Regions from separate parts of the Mus musculus genome. Here regions 1 and 2 are each linked to region 3. Evidence: chromatin contacts called from public HiChIP or PLAC-seq data. All regions are on one chromosome and are shown on one strand. Each heading gives the region's core, a stretch centred on a gene start, on an enhancer-like site or on the middle of the called end of the contact. The rest is flanking DNA. Distances are from core to core; before and after follow the strand shown. Region 1 overlaps Dennd2c (DENN/MADD domain containing 2C). Region 2 has its middle 11 kb from the start of Gm40113. Region 3 has its middle 47 kb from the start of Gm25869.

The links. HiChIP or PLAC-seq counts read pairs in DNA pulled down with a chosen protein or histone mark.
Region 1: a contact with region 3 is called in an H3K27ac HiChIP or PLAC-seq map of embryonic stem cells, with 7 read pairs. The contact joins two enhancer-like sites. A contact is called at or near these places in 4 of 115 datasets of contacts at active chromatin or transcription factors (embryonic stem cells and extraembryonic endoderm stem cells) and 1 of 9 other capture datasets (liver).
Region 2: a contact with region 3 is called in an H3K27ac HiChIP or PLAC-seq map of embryonic stem cells, with 19 read pairs. The contact joins two enhancer-like sites. A contact is called at or near these places in 3 of 15 datasets of contacts at CTCF or cohesin (CD8 T cells, the NIH/3T3 cell line and embryonic stem cells), 41 of 484 Hi-C or Micro-C datasets (the C3H10T1/2 cell line, the G1E-ER4 cell line, the MPC-11 cell line and 23 more), 20 of 115 datasets of contacts at active chromatin or transcription factors (T-cell acute lymphoblastic leukemia, effector CD8 T cells, embryonic stem cells and 5 more) and 1 of 9 other capture datasets (embryonic stem cells).

The regions. Positions count from the first base shown.
Region 1 is chr3:103,145,144-103,149,151 of GRCm38.p6, reverse strand. Dennd2c (DENN/MADD domain containing 2C) reads right to left here. Exons shown (of 19, transcript NM_001384113.1): 7 at 2,596-2,640; 8 at 1-111. Among named protein-coding and RNA genes, the nearest start is that of Bcas2, 25 kb to the left of the region's middle. Within about 2 kb of position 2,516, at least 51 of the 459 cell types and tissues checked have an H3K27ac peak or open chromatin away from gene starts, as enhancers often do. A contact at or near this core is called in embryonic stem cells, where this site is marked.
Region 2 is chr3:103,206,036-103,210,036 of GRCm38.p6, reverse strand. No RefSeq gene overlaps it. Among named protein-coding and RNA genes, the nearest start is that of Gm40113, 11 kb to the right of the region's middle. Within about 2 kb of position 2,001, at least 32 of the 459 cell types and tissues checked have an H3K27ac peak or open chromatin away from gene starts, as enhancers often do. A contact at or near this core is called in bone marrow-derived macrophages, differentiating embryonic stem cells, embryonic stem cells and 2 more, where this site is marked.
Region 3 is chr3:103,378,085-103,381,922 of GRCm38.p6, reverse strand. No RefSeq gene overlaps it. Among named protein-coding and RNA genes, the nearest start is that of Gm25869, 47 kb to the left of the region's middle. Within about 2 kb of position 2,337, at least 135 of the 459 cell types and tissues checked have an H3K27ac peak or open chromatin away from gene starts, as enhancers often do. A contact at or near this core is called in bone marrow-derived macrophages, differentiating embryonic stem cells, embryonic stem cells and 2 more, where this site is marked.

The DNA.
Region 1 (4,008 bases), core at 1,267-3,766, 230 kb after region 3:
AGAGTTCAAAGAGCTGCTGCTCCTGTAGCTCAATGAGGTCGCGCTCCAAGGTCTGGTAGTGGGGGTTCCTCTTGGAGGACGGCTGCAGCTGTGCCAAGCGCTTGTGGCGATCTGTAACGAGGCCACAGCGTCAGGTTCCCTTGTACCCTGATCCTATCTAGCCCCAAAAGCCATGGCTCTCAAAGGGAGAATCATTTGTGGTCATTTGTCAGATGAGCAGATAAGTGTCTTCTCCACAGATATCTCTGTTTGGGCTATGACATGGGAGAAGACATGAGCAACAGTCCTAGTCCTAGTCCACCTCTAGGAAGCACTGGGACTCACATCCATGTCCTAACTGGTGTATCGGACATCTGTAGTGCACTCTCTATGTATGTATTATATATATCCCTCACCAGGACATGTGTAAAACATCTAGGAAAAAATACTAGACTGACCATAGAGGCCCTTTCTGGTGATGTTGTGAAAGCACGAAGGAGGGAAGGATCCAATGGAAGAACAGGGTTGGGCTGGAGAGATGGCTCAGTGGTTAAGAGTACTGACTGCTCTTCTGGAGGTCCTGAGTTCAAATCCCAGCAACCACATGGTGACTCACTACTATCTGTAATGAGATTGGATGCCCTCTTCTGGTGTGTCTGAAAACAGTGTACTTACATATAATAAATAAGTAAATCTTAAAAAACAAAACAAAAACAAAAACAGGGTCCTACACAGAGACTAAGAACAGGCAGGGCAAACCAAAACCAAAGTAACCTTTCAATAAAGAGCCATCCTTTCCCTTTCTTCCTTGGCACACATCACTAATAAGAGGTGTGGCTTTTACCAATGACAGTTCTTCAAGAAAGACACACAACAGCTGGAGAGATGACTCAGTGGTGAAGAGCATATACTGTTCTTCCAGAAGGCCTGAGTTTGGTTCCCAGCCCCATGTCAGGTGCTCCAGGGGGACCTGTCACCTCTGGCCACCTGTACTCGCATGCACTTATGCCCACTTTGATAGAAAACAAATCTCAAATAATTTTTAAAAACTAAGCATATAGACCTCTGGAATAGCAATAAAGCCAGAAGCTGAAACTTCCTAGTTCTTTTTATTTATTTTTTTTTAAGATTTATTTATTTTGTGTGAGTACACTGTAGCTATTTTCAGACAGACCAGAAGAGGGCATCAAATCGAATTATAGATGGTTGTGAGCCACCTTGTGGTTGCTGAAATTTGAACTCAGGACCTTTAGAAGAGCAGTCAGTGCTCTTATGCTCTAAGCCATCTCGCCAGCCCAGATAATGACTTTTGAATAGAACATGGATAGCTCAAAAGTAAGAGCAAGAACGGCTAAAGGGACCGAAGGACATTAGAAAGCTTATGGAAAAGTGGAGAGAGGTAGGAAGAGGAAGGAACCTCCGCCGTACACCCATCTGACAGGAGAGCGATTCCTAGAACACAGGAGAACAGAACGGACAACAGCTCAATCAGCAAGCAGGCGACAGACCGAACAGACACTGTCAAGCCAAGAACTCTGCATGGCAAAAGTATGTGAAAGAATGTTCAGCATCAGAAGAATGAATAGCCATCACAACCACGCCGACGTTGTTACCCCCTCGCCAGGTACGATGGCTTTCAGCCACACCGAGACTGTTACCCCCCTCGCCAGGTACAATGGCTTTTGCCACTAAATATGTTACGTTGTGGATCAAATATTAAGAACTCTTTAAACATACAACCAGGAATGGTTCCCTAGAAACCACCCAGTTTACTGGATGTTCTAGGAAAAAGTGTGCTGACCCTCCAAAGGGCTGAGTTCAAGTCAAGACACATCGGTTTCTGCTTCTCATTAGCAACTGCAATAAATTAGTCATCCTTCCACATCAATGCTGAAGCCCATGACGATGCTCCTAGTTTCATCTTTAGTCAGGCTACAAAATCTAACACCTGGAGCAGATTAGGCCATCGGGGAGCACAAGGCTGTTACTCATGAGATCAGGGTGTCAGAGCTGGCCCGGCTTTGATACCTTGTGACTGCTCTTTGTGGTGCTGTGCGTCAGCCAATTAAACAAGAAACAAAACGAAACCTGCTATGACAATTTGTCTCATGAAGATGCAGAGCACATTAAGGGCTTGTACAAACAAGAGCCAGAAATGCGAAGATTCTGTACCTAACAGGAGCCCTATAGCCTGGAACAGAAGTAGCGCTATGTAAATATCTATCTCATTTCTTAACGACAGATGGAAAATGCACTTAATAATTGCGCCTGAGTTACTAGAGAGAAATCAGCCATGTCAGGCTAAGTGCTTGCCAATGCGGATCATTCACACACTCTTCTGGCATGTGCACACGCCCGGACATGTGGTGCCGGCCTGCGCCCTCCAGAACTCGTCCTCAGAACCATCCTGGTTTACCTCACTCTACTAGGGGAGATTTGTCATGTTGTCAAACAGCTGAATGTACTGTTTAGCTCCGCAAATCTCAACAGGGTCTGAGAATGAAGCAATGGCCTACACCGTGAACTCCCATGGGGAAAACCACTCTTAAATCACAAAGGCAGGCGCTGCTCCACCCGCCCAGGATCACGAAGGGAGCAGCTTGCTGACTCACTCACTCTTTGGCAGGTACTCGGCATCGCTCTCGTTCCCACTGGTTTCACCTGGAAAAAGGGAAGAGAGGAGAGCTTCCGTTGGTATTGTCTCCTAGTGGGAAGCAGGAGGATGAGAACAATGGGAAACTGCCACAGTCAGCCCCCCCAACCCCCAAGAGGGATGGAGGTGGAGTTAGCAAAGGTCAAATTAGCAGAGCAGTTGAAAAAGAACAGCTCTGCGGGATCTGAAACACAGCACTGAATCCTACATTCAAGATGAAGTTTCCATTTTTGCTCTAAGTGTGAGTGTGTGAGATTATTTATAAATTAACCATAGTAAGATATTAGTAACTTAGGTCAAAATACAGCAGTTATAACACAACCCAAATGAGAGTTCTGTGACCGCGACTCTCTCTTCCCATACTTTGACAGTGTACTGGGGTGATTTGGGACCAACAGGTATGTCTTGACATGAAGTGAGGGAATGGAGCAGGCTCTGTATGATGCAGTAAGCTGCGACCAAAGGGAGGCCTGAACAGAAGCACTGTGACCCAGGGAAGCTGCCTGCCTGGCTACTGACAGGTGGGCGCCACACAGGAGAGCTACACAGAGACCTGGTTCACAGCCTGGGAAGGAGAGGGCAGATGACAACTCCACCACCTGCCACCACAGTGACACCCCACCCCCCCACACACACCTCAAGCTTGTCAACTCTGAAGACAGGGGCTACACTCTTCACAAGGGAGTGTTGGGGTGTGTGTGTGTGTGTCTGTGTGTGTGTACAAACCATTAAACATAGGGGCTTTGTACCCTGGCTACCAATGAAGTATTCTATACCATAATTCTAAAGATATAATTTGCCAAAAGATAACAAATAAAAAATATTTTTAAAAATGGCAAGGGACTGAAGGACTCAGGAAGAGCACTGCCCTTCTGTAGAGTGTGTGTAGACAGACCCTCTAATGGGATTTTAAATAAGTCAATTAAACACTTCACTGGGTACAAAGGTTCACGCCCTTGACCCCAGCACCTGGGATCAACCAGGTCAACCAGGTCTACACAGAGTTCCAGGCCAGGCAAGGAGCTCTTCCTTATGTATAGTGAGGCTCATTCTCAAAAAAAGACAAAGGCTGGTGAGCTAAATCCCAGGACCATGTGGATCACTGTTTGCTCTCAATTGTCCTCTAACGTCCAAATCCACACCACACCACCAATGCACCACCACCCACAACCCAATGAGTAAATAAGATATAATTCAGTCTTTTTAGAAAATTCTAGAATAAATCTAAAAAAATTAAATCAAACTAGAAACTGCAAAAGAAAAGAAAAATCTTTAAATGTATCAAGAAAATCAGAGCCTAATATTTGTAAATTTAAAACACGTATAAATTTGATTATATAGCATTTTGAAATTCAGTCAGGCCTGGTGGCCACACC
Region 2 (4,001 bases), core at 752-3,251, 170 kb after region 3:
TGACCAAAATACCTGAGTCTACTTCCTTGTCCAAGCCCCAAATCCAATTCTTGCCTACTTCTTTTGTTCCACCCCAAGATTAAGATTTCTGCCTGAAGCCCATTTCCTTGTCCTTGACCAACGTCAGATTCCCGCCAAGCAGCACCCAAAGGCTCTCCACAGTGTAGAGGGTAGAAGCTATGTCTGTCATTATGAGATGAGTTCTGAACTCACAACAAGCAGCAGTGGGTACAAAAAGGGGATCTTGTGGCATGTTTGAAGTAAGTGAATGTTACCTAGTGACCACTTGGCTAGAAATGGATGAGAGAGGGGTCAAAGACAATAACTGAATCTGAGAATCTGCAGGACATTCAGGTGGAAGTGTCACCTGTCGTGACTGAACAAAGGATACAGTGTGTCATTGACACTGCGGGAATGGATGGCAGATTAGCTGACCCAAGACAGAGCTTTAGGGAACCACACCACTCAAGAAGCCAGTCAATGAGAAGTGGCCTATAAAAGCCCATAGACTGGTAGAACAAGTGGGAAGAGCATTAAAACACGCTAGAGAGCAATCAACACTGCACAGGATGTACAAAGCCATGGCAGCTCACAGGAAGATCACCACTTAAGATGGCTGAGTCTCTGTTAGATCAACTGTAAAAGTTGGCTGAACTAAAAGGTCTCTGAAGTACTCTTTGTCTCTGAGCATCTCAGTCTATTCAAATTTTAACCTGTGCTCGTTCATGTGATAGATGCCATAACACACAGGGCACAAGCTCTTCTCTAGGAGTCTAGACTGACTCATGTGTACACCCACACACAAGCAAACACAAACACAGCACGTACACATGCACAGGCTACGCACACATGCATGTACACAGGTACACACACACAGAGGGAACAAATGAGTGGGTTGCAAATCCAGAGGAGGAGGCAGAGTACTGAACAGTGAGCCTACCATGCTCCATGGAGAAAATGGCTGTGGGATGAGGTGACAGAGCAGGGGAGTGAAGGCATAGGCAAAGGTCTGCTTTTACTTACTGACTGAACTGGATGGCCTTTGCTGGGAACTCGTGAGAAGTCAGGTTTTAGATAGGCAAGATAAAGCCTGTCTATCCAGTAAGCCAGAGAATGGAGAACTATTAGAGACCCTTTGGCCAGATAATATGCCATAGGACACACTTTTTTTTATTCGTGTGTTTGTTGGTCCTAGGGATGAGCCTTTCATATGCTGATCACATCTTCTGCTCAGCTATGGAATATATATGGAATATACTTTCAGTTTTATTATTATTATTGGATGAAGATATTTAGGGGGAAAATATCTCATTCTGAAGCCCAGGCTGGCCTTGACTTGAGAGTACTCAAGGAGGCTGACTCCTTCCCCAGTGCTGGGATTACAGGAAAGTACCACCATTCCTGGATGATATCGTTCTACAGTGTTGGTGACTGAGTCCAGGGCCTTGTGTATGCCAAGCAATGCTCAATCGCTGAGCAACATGCCTGTCATAGATTTTGTTTTGTTTTTGCTTTGCTTTTAGACAAACAGGGTCTCATATAGCCTGAGCTGGCCTTGAACTCTTGATCTCCTTGCCTTCCTGTCTCAAACTCAAAGATTACAGACACTCAGCTACACTTTTTTTTTTTTTTTTTTTTCCTTCTTGAGACAAAGTCCTGGCTGTGCAGGAGTTCACTCATTAGACCAGGCTGGCCTTGATTTTACAGAGATCTCATTGCCTCTGCCTCCCAGATACTGGGATTAAAGATGTTTGCTACCATACCCTATAGAGCACAGTTCACAGATAAGCACTGGAGAAATCAGAACTGTTAAACACAGGCCTCTTTTTCCACCCAAAAGCCTCTGAATGGCCGTGCTAATACCTGGAGATCTTTTACTAGTCTATGAAGCCAGCCTTTACCTGAATCCCCACCCCCCACCCCCCAAAAGCCGAGCAATCCTCTCAGTCAATAGAACCTTTTGTTCATGACAAATCCTTCCTCCCTGGAGCTAGTCAATAGAACCCATTCTTATGGTAAGGTCACAGGTAAGAGCAAACCGGATGGGCTTAGCAGGGGAGTTTGCTTGTAGCCCAGCCTGAAGTTTTATTGTGATAATTTCAAAAGTTCCATTGTGTTTAAATACGCAAGAAAACTGTCTTTAATCCCAGCACTCAGAAGACAAAGGACCTCTGTGAGTTCGAACCAGCCGGGTCTACAAAGTGAGTTCCAGGACAGCCATGGCTGTTACACTGGGAAACTCTATCTTGGGAAAACAACAACAAAGGAGGCTTGGTCAGAAGTTTTCCCCCCAGTAGGGGCTTGACTTCCATTTTTACCTCACAGAGCTTGTTTCCTTCCTGCCAATACGCATGGCTACTACACCACAACTATTTTTAGATATGCATGTCCAATATATATTAGAGGAAGTGTGTAGAGGTCAGAAGACAACTTATGGGAGCTGGTTATTGATAGGTTATTTCTCGGCCACCAGTGAGATGAGCCAATTCAAACCAGATTATACTGAAGGTAGGTTTATTGGGAAGCTGCACATGGACAAATTCCCTGGCCCCAAGGATTAAGCCAGAGGAGTCGCCATGAGGGCCAGAGGAAGAGAAAGAAAAGGCTTGCACCTGCAGAGAGAAGAGGAGGAGGAGGAGGAGGAGGAGGAGGAGGAGGAGGAGGAGGAGGAGGAGGAGGAGGGAAAAGAATGTCTGGATTACATAGGGAAGAGCCTCTTGGGGCTCCAGAGCATCATCCCAGCTCCAGGGCTACATGAAGGAACCGCACAGGGCCACTGTACAGGGCCTTCCCACCGTACAGCTCAGATTAGCTTCTGCTCAGCCCTACCTCCTCGGTTCTTATACTCTCTAACAATAAGCTTCCTGCATTTGTATTTCCACCTCAGAGTTTGTCTCCTGGGGAACGAATCACATAACAATTACAATTTTCATGTAACTTTTCATCTTGCTACTTAACAATTTAACTGTTGAAAAATTTTTATGGTTCATTTACAGCAACATTCCTCAGTAAATTTTGACATCAAGATCTTTCTTGCTGATGGTTGGTTATGTGCTTGTGTGCTTGGTTGCTTAGTGCTGGAAATCAAGTCCAGGGTCCTTGTGCTTGCTGGGACCTCCTAACACTTTGTAGCCTCATCCCCAATAAGAGTGTGGCATCTAAGATCTAATGCCCCTTTGGCAAGACATGTCCGTCTAGTGAGATCTCTGTAGAGGAGCAGCCACAGTCCGTTAGGCGTTCATCATCATGCACACCAGTCAAAAGAAAACAATGAACTGGTGTGAACTATATCTTGGAAGGACGTATCACCCTCGGTTAACAGGATGTATTGCTGGGTACTTCTACAGCACTCACTGGAAAGCCCACAAGTATACTGCAGAGGAAGTCCACACTTGCAACTTTCACATGGTATCATTTAGGGTTAAAGAGGAAGTGTGACATCATTTGGTTTTTATTTTTGTGGTTAGTTTTGGTTTTGAGACAGGGTCATATGTAGACCAGGCTGGCCTTGAATTGGCGATGTAGGCTGGTGAGATGGCTCAGTGGGTAAGAGCACCCGACTGCTCTTCCGAAGGTCCAGAGTTCAAATCCCAGCAATCACGTGGTGGCTCACAACCATCTGTAACAAAATCTGACTCCCTCTTCTGGAGTGTCTGAAGACAGCTACAGTGTATTTACATATAATAATAAATAAATCTTAAAAAAAAAAAAGACTTTAAAAAAAAAAAGGGATGGTGAGATGGCTCAGTGGCTAAGAGCACCCAACTGCTTTTCCAAAGGTCCAGAGTTCAAATCCCAGCAACCACATGGTGGCTCACAACCATCTGTAACAAGATCTGACTCCCTCTTCTGGTGTGTCTGAAGACAGCTACAGTGTACTTACATATAATAATAAATAAATCTTTAAAAAAAAAAAAAAAAAGAATTGGCGATGTAGCTAAGGATGACCCTGAACTTCTTGGATCTTTCTGCTTTTACCTTCTGAGGTTAGAGTAACAGAC
Region 3 (3,838 bases), core at 1,088-3,587:
ACGTTACTTCACATGTGAATGTGGGTTTGAAACTTAGATCAGACGGTTTTCCAAGACATCTTTACTTACTGAGTTTAGGTGTCGGGTGTGACCACTCACCTGTGAAGCGTTTGTATATAACCTCCTGTTTGTATGTCACAATTGTTTGCTCTCTCAGGTTCTCCCTTCTTTGCCCCCCAGGACTGCTCCTTCTGTGCCATTTCTGAGACCTGTCTCTTAGAACCTCAGGCTAAGGGGAACCGAGGAGGACGTGGGGCCATGGCTAACACAGGCTGGCGGACAGATGCCTGGTCAGATGTGCAATAGCCAGCCAGTCCTTAGACTGCTCAGACTCCAGGCAAAGCTCCCAGAGGCCCCTGGGAAACATTCTAGTCCCCCAGGCCATGCCTGACTACCTGAGAAGCAAGCCATCAGGCTGAGCACTTTGGATTCCTGGGGTCTGGGACCACAGGGACAATCCCCACTCTGAGACCCCGGCCCCCTGAACCTGATGAATCCAGCAAGTGCTGCCTGGCTTCCACTAACCTCCAACCTTACTCCAGATCTCCCCAGAGCATCTTGCTCTGCGGAGCAGGTGCCTTAGCACCACACTTGCTGGGTACCCTCCAGGTCAACAGAACTCAGTGGCCTAAAGGTTCTCTCAGCCTAGAGCAGCCCTAGTCTCCCCTAGCGCAGGAGAACCCCTAACCATTCATTTCTTCTGAAAACCCTGTGGGACTGAAAAGCCGCCGTTGAGACCCTTAAATTCTGCAGCGTTCTCATGAGTCTCTCCCATTTAATCCTCAGACTCTTCCTATGAACTAGGTAAGACCTGGTGTTCCTCACAGGCAAAGACTCTCAGACTAGAAACTGAAATTACTCAGGTCTGGGGTTGCAGAAGAGACACAGACCCCAAGACACGTGCTTTCACTCTCACAAAGTGAGAGGAACCCCTGGGGACACAGCTCAGGACTGTCCCCAAGGGTAGGACCGTCGTCATTCAGACACCCTGAGCCAACCCTGGTGGGCACTGGCTGAGCTCCCGGCAGACTCCAGAACCGCTGTAGCCTCTGTAGCAGGATCCATGCAAGGCAGCAAAGCCCACACCCACACCCAGAGTGTGTCCCAGGGCTGAGTTGCCACGGCATTTGATATATTTGAAAAGAAGGGGTCTTTAGGAATAGCCCTATGACCCTTGGTACCCCTTCCCTGGCCTGCTTAGGAAATGACATCTTGTTTCTCTCTCTAGTCACCTCACTCCTCCTTCCAATCAGTGCCTGTCATCAGTCTGCTCAGAGAGTATACAAGGCACAAGCTTGGGGTCATACCAGGTAACCTAAGAGTTTCTGTCTTTTAAGATTTATTTATTTATTATATGTAAGTATACTGTAGCTGTCTTCAGACACTCCAGAAGAGGGCGTCAGATCTTGTTACAGATGGTTGTGAGCCACCATGTGGTTGCTGGGATTTGAACTCCAGACCTTCGGAAGAGCAGTCGGGTGCTCTTACCCACTGAGCCATCTCACCAGCCTGAGTTTCTGTCTTTAGAACCAATCCAGTCACCTTTGGGCTGCCTTGAAGAGGCAAGGGCCCACCCTGAGCACTGCTGGGGGTGGCTTCTGGACTTTTCCTCCCATCCTGTCAGGTTGTTTTCCTAATAGAGATTCACCTTGCCCAGTTAATGAGTCCTAGGCCAAAGAGGGAGTGGAGGCTGACTTTGGGAAATGTCTAGGTCTGACCACCCGCCTCAAAAATGACTCCCAGAAGAATCTGGGCAGGGGGTGGGAAGGAGGGAAGGAATCTACTCCTTGGGGCTGCTTCAGGAAGCACACACCAATGCATCCTTAGTTTGTCTTTAGGGATGCTGGGAAGAGTCTCAGGATGATGGGGGAAGAGGCCAGGAGCATGCATTTAAGCACTGTTCATACCCTGGCCTGACTAATGGTGATCTGAGGTCTGGCTCTGACACCAGGGAAGTTGTTATTGCTGGAAGGAACAAGCCAGTGTTCATCGTGGGACGATTGATCCTGATTGAGGGGAGTGCAGAACAACTTTGACATCCCATCTACTGATTGGCTTGCTGTTCCTGGCCCTTTGAAAACATCTTAGTTACTTCTGTCATGAGCCTTGAAGCCCTGAAGGTATGTGCTAGCTCTAATACATATGAGCCTTAGATGGTTAGCATGCTGTGTGCAGGACGGATGGAGGTAAAGGCTGTAAGGGCCATCTGCGGTGATACTGTCACCCAGTGACTGTCAGGGTTGATGGGTCTGATCTAGCTGCCTGGAAATGGCTCCCCTTCCTGCCTCACTCCTCCTCATATTTCTTTCCCAACACTGGGGAGCCATTGTGCAAGGCAGGCACAGTCAGGGGCCACTCCTCTCCTTTGTCAGTTGAAACTTTATGGTGCAAATTGAGCAAGCATAGAGGCATTCCTGTCCCTAAAAGAGCCTGCTTAGGAATGGGCTAACCCCTATATGAATAGCCACCCTGAATGAAACCACATTCTATCTTTGTTCAGGGAGAGTGTTGCTTTGAAAAATGACGCCCTTGCTCTCCTCACCTGCTGCAGGTGATAAATTCCATTCCGTGTGTGTGTGTGTGTGTGTGTGTGTGTGTGTGTGTGTGTGTGTGTTCCCTGTGTTTACGGTCGCTTTGCAACCATCAGGATTCAAATCCATTGTGTTCATTGATAAAGGTATACAAGGTGACTTCACTCTCCTACTAGAACCTCCAAAAAGAGGCAGTAGGGTAGACAAGGTACAAAATGGAAATAGAGATGCCAGAAGTCTTATTTTTTTAGTTATTGGGGGAAGTGGACTACGCATGTCAAGGTCAGCGGATACCTGAGGGTCAGTTCCCTCCCTCTATCTTTACACGGCTTCCTGAGATAGAACTCAGGTTGCTAGCCTTGCAAGGCAAGCCCCTCTAGCCACTGTGCCGTCTCCATGTCTTGCTAGGCTTTTTATTTTGCTTTTAGTTACCCATGAGACATCCAAGGGTCCAAGTATGTATGAGACCAGTGCCTTCAGCAACAGCAGCTTCTAGGTTTCTATGGCAGACACACACACACACACACACACACACACACACACACACACACACATACACACAGATACACACACACATACACACAGATACATACACACAGATATACACACATACACACACACACATAAACACACACATACATACACACACACACACACACACATATTCTTCAGTCTCCTGTCTAGGTCAGATTTCCAGCACAAACAATACTGTCACCAGAGTTGGCTGTTGACATGGTTATTTCTACTACACTGTAAATGTTTGCAAAGGGCTATGGGAAGAATTTACATATATATACACATACATACATACATACATACACACACACACACATATATATATACATATACAAACACACACACATATATATATATATGTAAATGAATGAATGAGGCACAAGCCTTTGCATATGTGGTTCCCGTTCTGAGTGTGGCTGGTCTCAGATCTGAGATGTTAGTAGTAAAGGCATCCCTTAAGCTACTGATCTTGAGATGTTGCAAGAAACTGTTAAATTTGCTTCCTGGTTCTCTGAACACAGTGAGGTGTAACCTAACTTGTGAGAACAGAGTACAACACATTCCTGTGATAGGTCATAGACTCTCAGCCAATCAAAAGCAGCCAACTGTTCAAACCTTGTTCAAAAAAGGAACTCTCCAGCTGTTACTAATCTAGCTGTCTCAGGGTCCTGGATTTCACATTTGCAACTCACTTCCTGTTCTCTGGCTATAAATATAACCTGCCATTCTGGGGCTGGCCTAGCCTGTGTGTGATGGTTTGTATATGCATGGCCCAGGGAATGGCACTATTA